2 separate regions of the Mus musculus genome follow, and region 1 is linked to region 2. The links are chromatin contacts, called in public HiCAR-type maps. All regions are on one chromosome and are shown on one strand. Each heading gives the region's core, a stretch centred on a gene start, on an enhancer-like site or on the middle of the called end of the contact. The rest is flanking DNA. Distances are from core to core; before and after follow the strand shown.

Region 1 (6,211 bases), core at 1,825-4,324, 320 kb before region 2:
ACTGGCATACTGGTGGAGGCACCTGGCTGACAAAATGCAGCAGCAGCAGCAAAAAGTAGAGAGGGAACTGGCTGTGTGCCTGTGTCCAGAAAGTGCGAAGACATGAAGTAGTCTTGTGTTTGTTTTTGTTTTGTTTGTTTTCGAGACAGAGTTTCTTTGTATAGTCCTGGCTGTCTTGGAACTCACTTTGTAGACCAGGCTGGCCTGGAACTCAGAAATCCACCTGCCTCTGCCTCCCAAGTGCTGGGATTAAAGGCATGCACCACCACCACCCGGCTGTAGTCTTGTTTTATAATAGCCTGCTTCCAGCCTGGTTTTGGGTTCTATCTGTAGAGCAGCAAAAGGAGAAAAAAAGGCAAAGAAGAAAAAAAAAAACCTCAAAATAACCGAGTCAGAGAAGAGAGATCTGACAAGAGAGCGTTCAGGACGGTGGAGCCCTGTGGGGTTCTCTACAAGAACAGAATGAATATGCATTCAAATGGGACTCATTGGGCTGTTCTGGAGGCAGGGACAGGAAGATCTCTGTAGGTTCCAGACTAGTCTAGTCTACATAGCGCACTGGAGGAAGGACAGCCAGGAATACATAGAGAAACCCTGTCCAAGAAAGAAAACGAAACAAAATTAGATTGGCTTATGACTTGGTTTGATGATGGCTGTATCACTCCAGAGAGACAGAATCTAGCAGCTGCTCAGTCCACGAGGCTGCCATATCTCAGTAGTCCCAGTTTGGCACTGAAGGCCTGGAAGATTCTGGAAGAGCTGCTAGTCTTCGGTCTGTACGGGAAACTTGAAAAGGTTGGTTCGACCTAACTAAGGCTGGTTCGACCTAACTATCAGCAAAGTCAACAGCAGGGGCAGAGGTGGAGATAGATATGCCCACAAGAGTGAAGATCAAGGGGCAAAACCAAAAAGCTTGCCTCCCTCCCTCCCTCCTCAGTCATTTAACTGCTACAAGACCGTGCTGCTGGTGTGTGTATGTGTATGTGTGTGTGTGTGTGTGTGTGTGTGTGTGTGTGTGTGTAGTGGGAGGGAGAATGCATGTATATGCATGCTAAGACAAGACAATCTCTTCTAAAATACAGATTCATTCTGTTGGTTCAATTCCCTAGAGAAGCCCTGAAACATCAGGTTTCAGTACCAGAAGTTCTGGAGAAACAGAATCCTGAAGATGAATTTCTCTAGTGGGTGCTGTGGTATCTAGAGCTCTTTCTCCAACTCAAGGAACCTTCCCTGCAGAACATGGAGAGGGCGAGGCTATGCAAAGTAAATCCTTTGATATTCCTGATAGACCTCCTCAGAGCAAAGACTTCCTAGGAAGGCAAAGACAATATTGATGCTGGTGTCTCTGGATAAAATACAGAGGAAAACAATGAGCTCACTGATAAAAGTAGCCAACTCAAGATGCACAGAAACAATCAGAAAGTGAGTCCTGGAAGAAAAAATCTCTCCAGCTGCCACAGAGCCCAAGTTGCTGAAAAACAGACCCAAGCAGAGGATGTATATGGCCTTTCCTCTCCACTGCACCCCCCGCCCCAATGGAGCCAGGAGTGACTTTCCTTGAAGGAGACAATCAGGCAGATGTCTCTATGTTTTGTTCACCACTGCCTCTAGACCTGTAACAAGGGCCTAGATGTGAGAAAGTGAGGTCCTCAGGGAGGTGGAGGACACCAAGAAAGAACTTAAGAGATTTGCTAATTTCATTCAAGCAGCGGTCTGAGCATAGGTAATGGTGGACAGAACATGAACCTGGATCAGGCTGAGTTTATCAGTATGGGCCCTCTATGCAGAGATTCTAGGTTTAATATCGAAGCTCAGTATTAAAAGGTGCCAAGAGTTGATTTGATTGGTTGGCCCAGAGATGATAGCCTACTGAGGAGGAACTGGAGGAGCTTGGTATCTTTTGACTAAGTGTTGAGAAAAGGATTCTAAGGCTCAAATAAATTGAAGTGTTGGAAGTGGCTTTGTTGTTTAAAACCTAGTCCTCTACGGGTGTGGAGGCTTAATCTCAGCACTCAGGAGGTGGAACTCTGCGAGCCCAAGGCCAGCCTAGTCTACAAAGCCAGTCTTCCAGGAAAGCCAGGGTAGTTATACAGAGAAACCCTGTCTTAAAAACAAACAAATAAAACCAAAGAACTCTAGTCCTCCACAAGGCAGAGCTCTGAAGACATACTCTTCTTAATACCATCAAAGGTTTGTTTTTCTAGTTAGACCCCAAGAATAGCAGGGGCCAAAGGGACAGCACTAGTCACCAAAGGCAAGGTACAAGGAAAGGACTGTTTTCTTTTGTTTTTTTAAGATTTATTTTAAGCTGGCGATGGTGGCGCATGCCTTTAGACGAGGCCAGCCTGGTCTACAGAGTGAGTTCCAGGACAGCCAGGGCTATACAGAGAAACCCTGTCTCGAGAAACCAAAAAAAAAAAAAAAAAAGATTTTATTTTATATAGATATAGAACTACACTGTGGCTGTCTTCAGACACACCAGAAGAGGGCATCAGATCCCATTACAGATGGTTGTGAGCCACCATGTGGTTGCTGGGAATTAAACTCAGGACCTCTGGAAGAGCAATCAGTGCTCTTAACCTCTAAGCCTTCTCTCCAGCCTCCACATTTATAAACTTTTATAAAGGAGCTTTTATAAAGGAAAAGATTGGGGCTGACTTACAGTTTCAAGAGTTTAGTCCATATGGCAGGAAGCATGGTGGCCGGCGTTTGGCAGATGTGGTACTAGAGGAGCTGAGGGGAGAGTTCTACAACCTTATCAAAGTTTGAGCACTTGCTGGGCGTGGTGGCGCACACCTTTAATCCCAGCACTTGAGAGGCAGAGGCAGGTGGATTTCTGAGTTCGAGGCCAGCCTGGTCTACAGAGTGAGTTCCAGGACAGCCAGGGCTACACAGAGAAACCCTGTCTCGAAAAAAACAAAACAAAACAAAACAAAAACAAAAACAAAAACAAACAAACAAACAAAAAAAAGCATTTGAGACCTCAAAACTTGCCCCTACAGCAACATCTTCACCCAAGATGCCACACCTATATTGGGTGGTGGTTTGTGCACTGTGTATTCAGATGCTGATTGCTGTGCACAGAGCTCCCCGGGCAGTCCAGAGATGAGCATTGTCATGCTATTTGGAGCATCTCCAGTCTCAGGAATGTGTAAAGATTCTTTTCCACAGCTCGTATTGATTAATAAAGAGGTGATTTTGCTTATAGCTGGGCAGGACATCCCATCCCAGTCTGGGGGTCCCAAGCCAAAAGAGGGGGGAAGGAAGAGAAAGGAGAGAGGAAGAAGAGAAAGAGGGACAAGTTGAACTCACCTTGAGGTGCAATGAGAGAGCAGCCATGAGGACACAGGGAATAGAGCAAGGTGGGGAAAGCCTCCGATGTGGGTAAAGGGCCATGTGGCTGGGAAGTAGGCAGCCTCAGAGGATTAGAATAGAGGAGAATCTGCCCAGCAGAGTGCCTACAGCTTGTTAATAAATTTATTACGTTCCTGTGTCATTTATTCAGGAGCTAAAATGGGCTAGAGCACGTGCACTAAAACCCCATCCTTACTCCAGAGCAAAAGTGGGGAAGACAAGCCCCCAGAATTACTATGCTACACACCTACTCTAACAAAACCACACCTCTTAGTAGTGCCACTCCCTATGGGCACATGGGGGCCATTTTTATTCAAATTGCCACAGAGATGAACCCCAGAGCCTAGACTCCCTAGTCCCCCCCAAATTTAACAAACTTCAAGTAGTATGGTATACCACATTATCATGAAACAAAACCCCACAACATTACAGTCCCCACATCTTGATAAAAAACACAGAATGATTAAAGCAACTTAAAATTTTGGGATATATACTCATAAGGAGCTAAGAGTACCCCAGTTCTAGGATACTGTCTATCTTAGTTGGAATTACTATTACTCTGATGAAACACCATGACCAAAAGCAACTTTGGGAGGAAAGGGTTTGACTTACACTTCCACATCACTGCTCATCATTGAAGGAAGTCAGGACAGGAACTCAAACTGGGCAAGAGCTGATGTAGAAGCCATGGAGAGGTGCTGCTTACTAGCTTGCTCCTTACTGCTTACTGTTGCTCAGACTGCTTTCTTATAAACCCAGGACCAGTAGCCGAAGAATGTCCCCACTAACAGTGAGCCCTCCCTCATTAATCATTAATTAATTTCTTAATTAAGAAAATGTCCTATCGCCGGTGGTGGTGGTGGTGGCGCACGCCTTTGATCCCAGCACTTGGGAGGCAGAGGCAGGCGGATTTCTGAGTTCAAGGCCAGCCTGGTCTACAAAGTGAGTTCCAGGACAGCCAGGGCTACACAGAGAAACCCTGTCTCAAAAAACCAAAAAAAAAAAAAAAAAGAAAGAAAGAAAGAAAAGAAAAAAGAAAATGCCCTATCAATTTACTTACACTCTGATCTTCTAGAGGCATTTTCTCAAATCTGTAACTTCAACCCTTATTTTTTTAAAGACATATTTATTTATTATATATACAATGTTCTGTATGCATGTATGCTTGCACACTAGAAGAGGGTAATAGATCTCACTATAAATGGTCGTGAGCCACCATGTGATTGCTGGGAATTGAACTCAAGTCAGTGTTCTTAACTGCTGAGCCATCTCTCCAGCCCTCAACCCTTATTTTTAATGATGGTTCTCAGACACTTTAACCTCCCTTGTAGTCCACCACCAACCAGAGGTAATGGGAAAGAAAGGATATGGGGAAAGTGGACCTGTTTAGAAATGGCTCTTTGGAGCAACTTCCATCTGTGTTGTCGGAAAATCAGTAGTTCAGTTCCCAGGTTAGCAGCAGCAGCAGCAGCGTGATCCACTCGCAAACACTTCACAGATACACCAGCAGTCCAGTACGGTAGAGTCGGTACAGCAAACAGGAATCAGCAGCGGGTGGCACTAGCTAGCAGAGCCAGCCAGGCCTCAGCCTCGGCACAAGTCAGCAAGAGGGATCTGGAGGAACGCTGGGAGTTCTTAGCTGTACCTCTCTCAGAGAAGTGAAGAGCAGCAAAGACAAGAAAGAGATCAACAAGTGGTGCGCAGCTAGCTCTATAAGCAAACCTAGCTCAGCCTCTTTCACGGGCTGTGGAGTCCTTTTTATACTGCCTCCAAACAACACGTGTCCTCCAAGGGTCTTGCCTCAGCACCTGAGTCCATCTCTGTCTCAGCTGACATCACTCTGCCAATGAACCCGAGTTCGAGGAAGCAGCTAGAAGCCAAAGCACACCACCAGAAGTGTTTTCCAAAGCACACCACCAGAAGTGTTTTTGGTGCATTTCTCTCTATGGAGCCCTGACTAATGGAGCTCAACTCCACAAAGTAAGGTGGACCAATACATGCATGTCCTTAGCGAAGAATCCTTCATCACGTGCCCCTTCACGTGATTGCTTTAGCAGAATATCCTTTCACCTGTGTCTGCTTCAGCGAAACATTCCTCCATGAGTCTGCCTTAGCCTTTCACCTGTGTCCATCTCAGGAAAACACTCCTTCCTGTGTTTGCCTAGCAAAACGCCATCCAACACAACTGACTCTCTAAAGAACCCTTACGTTTTCACTTCATACATCCTTTCTGTTTAAGAATTGTCCTTTTCACTGGATAGTGGTGGCGTATGCCTTTAATCCCAGCACTTGGGAGGCAGAGGCAGGTGGATTTCTGAGTTCAAGGCCAGCCTGGTCTACAAAGTGAGTTCCAGGACAGCCAGGGCTACACAGAGAAACCTTGTCTCAAGAAAAAAAAATTGTCCTTTTCTTTTTCTTAAGATTTATTTGTTTATTATATATAAGTACACTGTAGCTGTCTTCAGACACACCAGAAGAGGGCGTCAGATCTCATTACAGATGGTTGTGAGCCACCATGCGGATGCTGAGATTTGAACTCAGGACCTTTGGAAAAGCATTGAGTTCTCTTAACCACTGAGCCATCTCTCCAGCCCAAGAATTGTCCTTTTCTTATAAATAAAAAAGAAAAGAAAAAAGAAAAACTAATTGCTCTTTTTTCTAACATTAACAATCTATACATAACAGGAATAATTATAAGAACCATCACACTTTCAATGAATGGCTTATGTACAATATAGTCAAAAACAGTCTAACAAAACAACCTTAACTTTCTATCAATATATAATGAACAAAAAACCCTAAATATTATCAATATACAACAATTCAAAGAAAAAACTTTAAATTTCTATCAATATAG
Region 2 (6,759 bases), core at 3,798-6,297:
GGGCTCCTTGCCATGCTCCCAGGTCCTCCACCCATATATGCAGCTGATGGCAGCAGCCCCCTCCTCCGCAGCAAGGACCCCAACACCCGTGCCATCCGTTCCAAGCCCAGTGGCTTACCCCCAGAAGCTGTGGAGGGTCTGGAAGTGCATCCAAATCCATTACTCTGGATGCCCCCACCCACTCGGATACCTCCAGCTGGAGAGCGAGGTGGCCACAAGAACCTTGCCTTGGAGGGGCTGCGGGACTGGTACATCCGGAACTCGGGACTGGCAGTTGGTCCCCAGCGCAGGCCAATGCTCCCGCACGTGGGGCCAACACACACCCCCTTCCTCCATGCCCGCTGCTATGAGGTGGGCCAGTCACTCTATGGCCCTCCCAGCCAGGCACCGCTCCCGCACTCCAGGAGTTTTACAGCGCCCCCTGTCTCTGGCAGGTATGGGGGTGCTTTTACTGATGGGTAGGGTTATTGATTCAGATGCTGAAGGTATCCTGACCGGGGAGCAAGGACCACAAGGCAATGGGCTATAGTAGCTATCAGACATAACTTTTATTATTAGTCCTTGGGGTCCTGGTGAGGAGGAACTTGGGTGTTGGTAGCAGTTCTTTCCCAAGCTTTAGAAGGGGTTTTCTATTCTCCCTAGTGTATGGCAGCTGGCAGTGAGCCTTGAAGTCCGGGTAATGGGAGAAAGGGACTTGTGCTATCCCTGGCTTTCTCTTCCAAGCTTACCCCATGCTTGAGAACCTGAAGGTGCTGTCCTGTACCTGTCTCCACCTCTTTAACAGCTTCTTTTCCTCTCTCTGTGTGTGTCCTCTCCGTCTTTTCCTCTCTCACCTTGTCTTCCCTACCTGTCTTCCCGATTCCTGCTGTCCTCCCTTTCTAAAGATACTACACGGATTTCCTGTATCCCCCGGAGCTGAGCGCTCGTTTAAGTGACCTGACGCTAGAGGGGGAGCCGTCTTCCAGTTCTGACACCCAGACACCAGGGACACTGGTCTGACCCTAAGCCCTGTGTCGGTCTGGACAAACTCCAGTCTGAGGAGCACACAGTCAACCTCGCTGAGCCCTGAGATGTGGTGGCTCTTTGTCCTGAGGGACACTTGCCTGATCTCACAGGACCCCTGGCTTCTTTTTGGCCCAGGAAGATATCTGATACTCCTGCTTCTCTTCTCATCCTGTGCTGGGGGAACTGGAGGGCCCCAGCTAGCTTCAAAGACTCTACCCCTCCCTCCATTTCTGTTTACAGTTGTGATTTAGTACTCTGTCATTGCCCAACACTAGGTGTTTTATAAAAGGGAAACTGTGAGCTCGTTCCTGGTTGGGTTCATTCCTGTCCCCATGACCAACCTGTTCCATTCCAGAGCCACCACCACCCTGCCTCAACAAAATGGACCATAAAGAGTCTCTGGGGCTGGGAGACTGCTGGGAACAGAATTCCCTGCTTCCTCCCGCTAGAGTCTTTGAGCAGATGGGCAGCGGGCTTCTGTCCACATTTGGAAGGATGGAAGTCTAAGTGGGGGTACCTGAAGGAGCTCTGTCTCTGTCTCTGCCCAATCAGAAGGCCGTACAAGAGGTTGTCAAGAAACAGAGCCATTTGAGTATGTTGCATCCTGTGATGCTGCAGTGGCTAAACCTGGCAGCTAGTACATGCCAGTCAAACCCTCAGGTGACATCTGGCCATGGGTTGCAGGCCACATCATGTCCTCCTTGGCATTCCTTCTTTTACCACTTTTTAAACAAATCCACATAAGCTGTGTTTTCTATATTGTCTGTGACTTTCTGGAGCTGGGGGTTCCCCTGCCCCCGTTACCTGGTGTTTAAAATTTTCTTTTTGTACCAATGGATCTGGGCCCAAGACACTACTCACACTGGAAGGGGATTTCTATAATAAATGTATAAACTGAACTTGATTGAGTCTCTGTCTGTTTCACACCTCTAGTTAGGTCAATGTGTGTGTGTGTGTATGTGTGTATGTGTGTGTGTGTATGAATGACTGACCAGGACCAGGAGTGTGTAGCCCTAGCTTGCCTGGAACTCTGGAACTTACTATGTCCCTGTACTCAGAGATCCACCTGTACTGGAATAAAGGGCATGTACAATCATGCCCAGCCAGAAAAAAAAATTTATCTATGGCAAGAAAACCAACTGGAAATAGCTTATAATAATGCCATGTTTTGTTACCTAGAAGTAGATTGTATGTAGCCAGAGCTGCCCACAACTCATAGTCCCCGTCTCAGCCTCCCCAGAGCTGGAATTGCATGTACCACCCACCATGCCCAGCTGTCATGTTTTGACTTCCCTCACTTTGTGAGATGGGGCAGCTTCTTTGCCTCCCTGCGCTTATATCCCTAGCCCACTTAGAACCAGAGACAATCCAAAATGATAGTACATATTTGTGTATCCCTCTGTCTTAACTAACTCAGAAGCAGCAGGTATGGGGACCATAGCAGTCAGCACCTATACATACACCAGGCCAGGTAGTGTCCAGCAGAACTGAAGACAGCCACTGGGTTGTTCATTGAAAGGTACAAAGACTTCACACAGGAGGCCAAACTAGCTTGAGATTCAAAGGCTTTATTGTTGTAGCAACACTATTATATGTGTCCCTTTCCCAGTTGGGGCTATCCCTAGCCAGCCCCACATGTTGGTCCTTGATACTGAGAACACTGTGAGGGAGGAAGAGACCCTCTTAACGGTTGGAGGGAGGCTATTGGGACTGCTGAGGGCTAGGGTCGTCTGGGGTTAAGGGCTCAGTGTGGACTCATTAGGCTCAAGATTTGGCCAGGTCTTATAACCTATATTCCAAGCTGTGTGGGGTCTGAAAAATCTTTAGAGCTCAAGATTTGAGAATGTCCTGCCTTAGGGCCTAGCTTTGACGTATGGAAGACTAGTGAGTCCCACATTTGGGTCAGAGGAGTATCTTGGGGTCCAGTTTTGAGATTGGCCACAGATGCTCTGGCTTAAAAGTCCAGTTTCAAGACTGGAAGTAGGTGACTGAGTCTCAAATTCAGGACCGAGGAAGACTTTGGTCCCTAGGTAACAGGGGCTGGAGGCTAAGAGATGACTAGTTTGGGGCTGCAGTGATCAATCACAGGTGTCTCTTTTTGGCCAGGCCAGAGGACTCTAGGCACCTATTTTAATGGCTAGGAAAAGGGTTGGTCTTGGGTATGGGGTGGGGGTCCTCTACGTCCAGGGTGTAGATGCCAAGGTCCTAGGATCCAGCTTCCTGCTCCTGTCCCAGTGCCTCTAGAAGCAATCCCATTGGTGTCCGCTTTAGACCGATGCTCTCGATCTTGTTCTCAATCTTGTTTTTAAGGTTTCTCAGACGCAGTGAAGCATGCAGCAGGATCACTGTAGGCGATACCAAGAAATGGGGAATTCACTCAGAGGCAGGCTAATGGAGTGGTGAGTTCTCAAAGCCTGCTGTGGGGGATGTGGCCAGGAAGGACATCCCAGTAAATTGGGACTTGGACAGTTTAAGGCACTTAACCCTGGAACACCCACAAAGGTAATAGAGGGATGCTCCCAGAGGACCAAAGCCAAGGAAGACACACTTAATGGAAGCATGTCTGTCCTCCAGGGTTTCTAGTCCTCTCTTAGTTCAGAAACCAGTGCCAGGCAGGCCTGATGTTCAAGCATGAGCTGACCGTCTTCCCCAGCTCTAGCAGGGAGAGTCGAGACTCACAAAACACAGGCGCTGTGATGCTGAGCAGGAAGGTGAAGGCGCCACCCACGGCCCAGAGAATGAAGAGGCTAATGGCAAGCACTGCAGCCAGGCAGGCAGCAGGGTGGCTGCGACGGCAGCGGCGCACAGCTGCACGGGTTTCAGCAGCCCACACCAGCACCCCGAGGGCCACCACCACTACCAGTGCACTCAGGAGGGTGTGCAGCGGACGAATGTACCTGCAGGAACAAGAGCACTCAGCTAGCCTCATTGTACATCCAATTCTGGACCCCAAGAGATTTGTTCCCTGTTTCTGGAATTAGCATCCCGGCATAGTCTCACCAGGCCCCTCTCCACTCCAGCAATTCCTGTGGACTCTCAGTTCCTCTTCGATCCTACAATCCTACCAGACCCTCACTTCCTGCTAGAGGTCCTAGGCTGCCAACACTTCTCTGGTCTTTGCCTTTCAATCTGCAGGATTTCTTTCTGGTATTCCTACATCTGCTCCCATATTCCTCTACGTTGATTTTAACCCTGGCAGATCCCCCATCCTGCAGTCAGATGTAGGCACCTTCCAGGTGTCATTCTCCTTCCAAAGGCCCCCCACTACCCTAGTTTTTTATAGAGCCACCCTCCCCCAGTTGCTTGGTTTCAGTCCCACTCTCACAACCCTGCCCAAGTCCCTCTTCTAGATCGTCTGTTTTTGGCCGCAAGCTTCTCGAGTCTAGTAGGTCTTCCCTCTGGGCCCAATAGGAGCAGCTTCTCTACCAGCTCCCTTCCCAAGCCCTGACTTTACTACACCTCCACCTCTGGATTAACCCTTCCAGGGCTCCCCTAATCTGCCACTCATATCGCTGAACCTCTTAGGTACTCTCACATCCCCATATCAGTCCTTCCTTAAGTCCAGAGTCCACTTCCTAGCCCACACTCCACCTCAGCCCTCCTCCCTTTTCTACCCAGGTCCTGTGTCTTTCCTCCAGACACCTCCCCCATCCCACCTCCATGGCCCTCCTTATAACAAAGATCTGCTTCCTTCAAATTTTTCCACCCATGCCCCCCAGACCTTCATATTCTCCCGAACTCACACTACTCAGTCTAGCATTTCCCTTAGATCCCCCTCCTTCTCAAAGACCCGCAAGCCCACCCTGCGTCCCGCTAGTATCTTCAGCCAATCGCTACCTCCCTCCCTCACCCGGCCAGCGCAAGACTGATGCCAAAGCAGAGAAGGTAATTGGTTTGGTAGTAGAGGAGGTTGTTGATGACGCGGTGACACCATCGTTGTGGATCGCCTGGATCAGGAGCCGCCAGGCGCGCAGACCCCAGGACAAAGTCGTCTAGGGCGCGCAGCGGTGGCAGCCGCACCTCCGACATCCTGCGGGTTGCTGGACCAGCCCGAAGGGCGGCGAGACTACAACACCCAGTTATCACTCACAGCACCGTGAGGCACATTGGGAAATGGAGTCTAGGGAGCCGCCGACTAGCAACGTATGCATACTGCGCAGCTGCAAACATGAATGTGACCAGAAACTACCAACTCGGGTAGCAGAGACTGCTGGGAAACCAAGCGTCGCCACGCGGCGAGCAGCTCAAAACTCTTTACCCCTGGGCGGGGCACCACCGGACAGTACAGGCTGGGGTTGACTCAACAATGAATATGCTAAAACTAGGAAGTCAGATCCCAAGCTGGCTTCCACTTCCCGACAGGTTCCTAGAAGGTTACGCTGCGCCCGGGAAAGCACGCCCCACCCTTGAGGTCAAGTCATAAATGCCACTCAAAGGCCTTTTATTCATATACATTACAGAGACTATCTCCTGGTAACCATTATTTTTAAATCCTTAGGTTGGATTAGTATAATCCCTTTGGGTCCCTGGTGTTTTCCAGACTAGGAGGCCCAGGGACAGACTAAGCTGTCCTCTGGCCTTTAGCACTCCAGTCACAAAAAGTGCTCGTGGAAGCGAGCTGTTTATTTAGACACAGCTGTGTTTGATGCAGAGTGAAAGGCTCATTTATGCTTGCTGGCTGGTTCAACACCCTCAAGACTCAGTTCGGCCGGCCATCGGTACTGTAGGTTCCCAGTACAGCTGCCAGGATGCTTTAGAAGTCCTCGTCATCACAGATGTCAAGGTACACGTCAAAGGCCTCTCTGTTGCAGTTTCCATCAGGAGTGAAGACATATTTGTGGAAGGTCCCATCTACACAGATGGCTGGGGGGTGGTGGTGGTGGTGGTGGTGGTGGTGAAGGTGTTGTGAAAGGTTAGGTGCCCAGCCACATACCCCAATCCCCTCGGGTGTCCCACTGGGGCTAATGGTCTAACTCCAGGGCCCTCCCCAAGTGCCACACCCCTTACTAATGGCATCATGTTCCAGTTTCCTCCAGCTCTGATAGCCCTTAAATTCTTTTAGGGGACCTGTAGTCCTTTACCCACTTAGTACCACAAATCAAGGGGCTGCTGTCACTCACCAATTACAGAATTGACATTCTTGGAAGTATTTCGACCAAAGGCGCAGATGCAGGCTGACTCAGCAGGCACAGTAAAGCTGGCCAGGCTCCACTGAGAGTCCACGTATTGCCCAATCATAGGTCCCACTTTGCCCACACGAGCCAGCCTGTTGGCAGCGTTTGGTAAGTCCAGGCATGTCACGCGGCCAGAGGGATTGGGATAGGAGGGTGAAGATACTCACGCAGAGCGGCGGTTAAGGCGGGTGTCTTTAAGAGCGAAGATGTGGACAGTGCCCTTGTCACTGGAAGCACAGAGGAAGGAGGAGTCGTGGCTGAAGTTAATGCTGCAAGACAGACCCGTAATGAAGTCCACCATAACGACTTGTGCTGAAACATAAGCAGCCCACCACACACGTCCTGTGCTCACCAGTACAGGGTGGCAGGGTCGGTGCCTCTTCGAAGCTCTACCAGCTTTTCCTTGGATTGGGTATCAAAGAGACGAATAAGGGTGCCCTTCTGGGAGGCTGACGCCACTACAGTGCCTGGCTGGTTCAGGGACACACAGGCCACATCACTCTGATGTGCATTGATAGTGAATGGCGCCGACGAAGTACCAGGCTTTGTGCTTGCGAGATCCTGGAGTAGGAGGGAGCAG

Evidence for each region. HiCAR-type assays count read pairs that join an accessible place to other places.
Region 1: a contact with region 2 is called in a HiCAR-type map of embryonic stem cells, with 2.3 times the contacts expected there. The contact joins the enhancer-like site here to the promoter of Praf2 in region 2. A contact is called at or near these places in 3 of 39 promoter capture datasets (the HPC-7 cell line, hematopoietic stem and progenitor cells and pre-B cells), 1 of 484 Hi-C or Micro-C datasets (embryonic stem cells), 2 of 115 datasets of contacts at active chromatin or transcription factors (embryonic stem cells and extraembryonic endoderm stem cells) and 2 of 9 other capture datasets (liver and pancreatic islet).

What each region holds. Positions count from the first base shown.
Region 1 is chrX:8,048,109-8,054,319 of GRCm38.p6, reverse strand. No RefSeq gene overlaps it. Among named protein-coding and RNA genes, the nearest start is that of Suv39h1, 24 kb to the left of the region's middle. Within about 2 kb of position 3,074, at least 7 of the 459 cell types and tissues checked have an H3K27ac peak or open chromatin away from gene starts, as enhancers often do. A contact at or near this core is called in embryonic stem cells, where this site is marked.
Region 2 is chrX:7,726,859-7,733,617 of GRCm38.p6, reverse strand. Praf2 (PRA1 domain family 2) reads right to left here and starts at 5,047. Exons shown (of 3, transcript NM_138602.4): 1 at 4,856-5,047; 2 at 3,685-3,902; 3 at 2,555-3,350. The coding sequence starts at 5,034. The coding sequence ends at 3,211. It overlaps Wdr45 (WD repeat domain 45), which reads right to left. Exons shown (of 11, transcript NM_001290792.1): 8 at 6,532-6,740; 9 at 6,347-6,448; 10 at 6,126-6,271; 11 at 5,417-5,868. The coding sequence ends at 5,759. It overlaps Ccdc120 (coiled-coil domain containing 120), which reads left to right. Exons shown (of 10, transcript NM_207202.2): 10 at 1-1,904. The coding sequence ends at 462.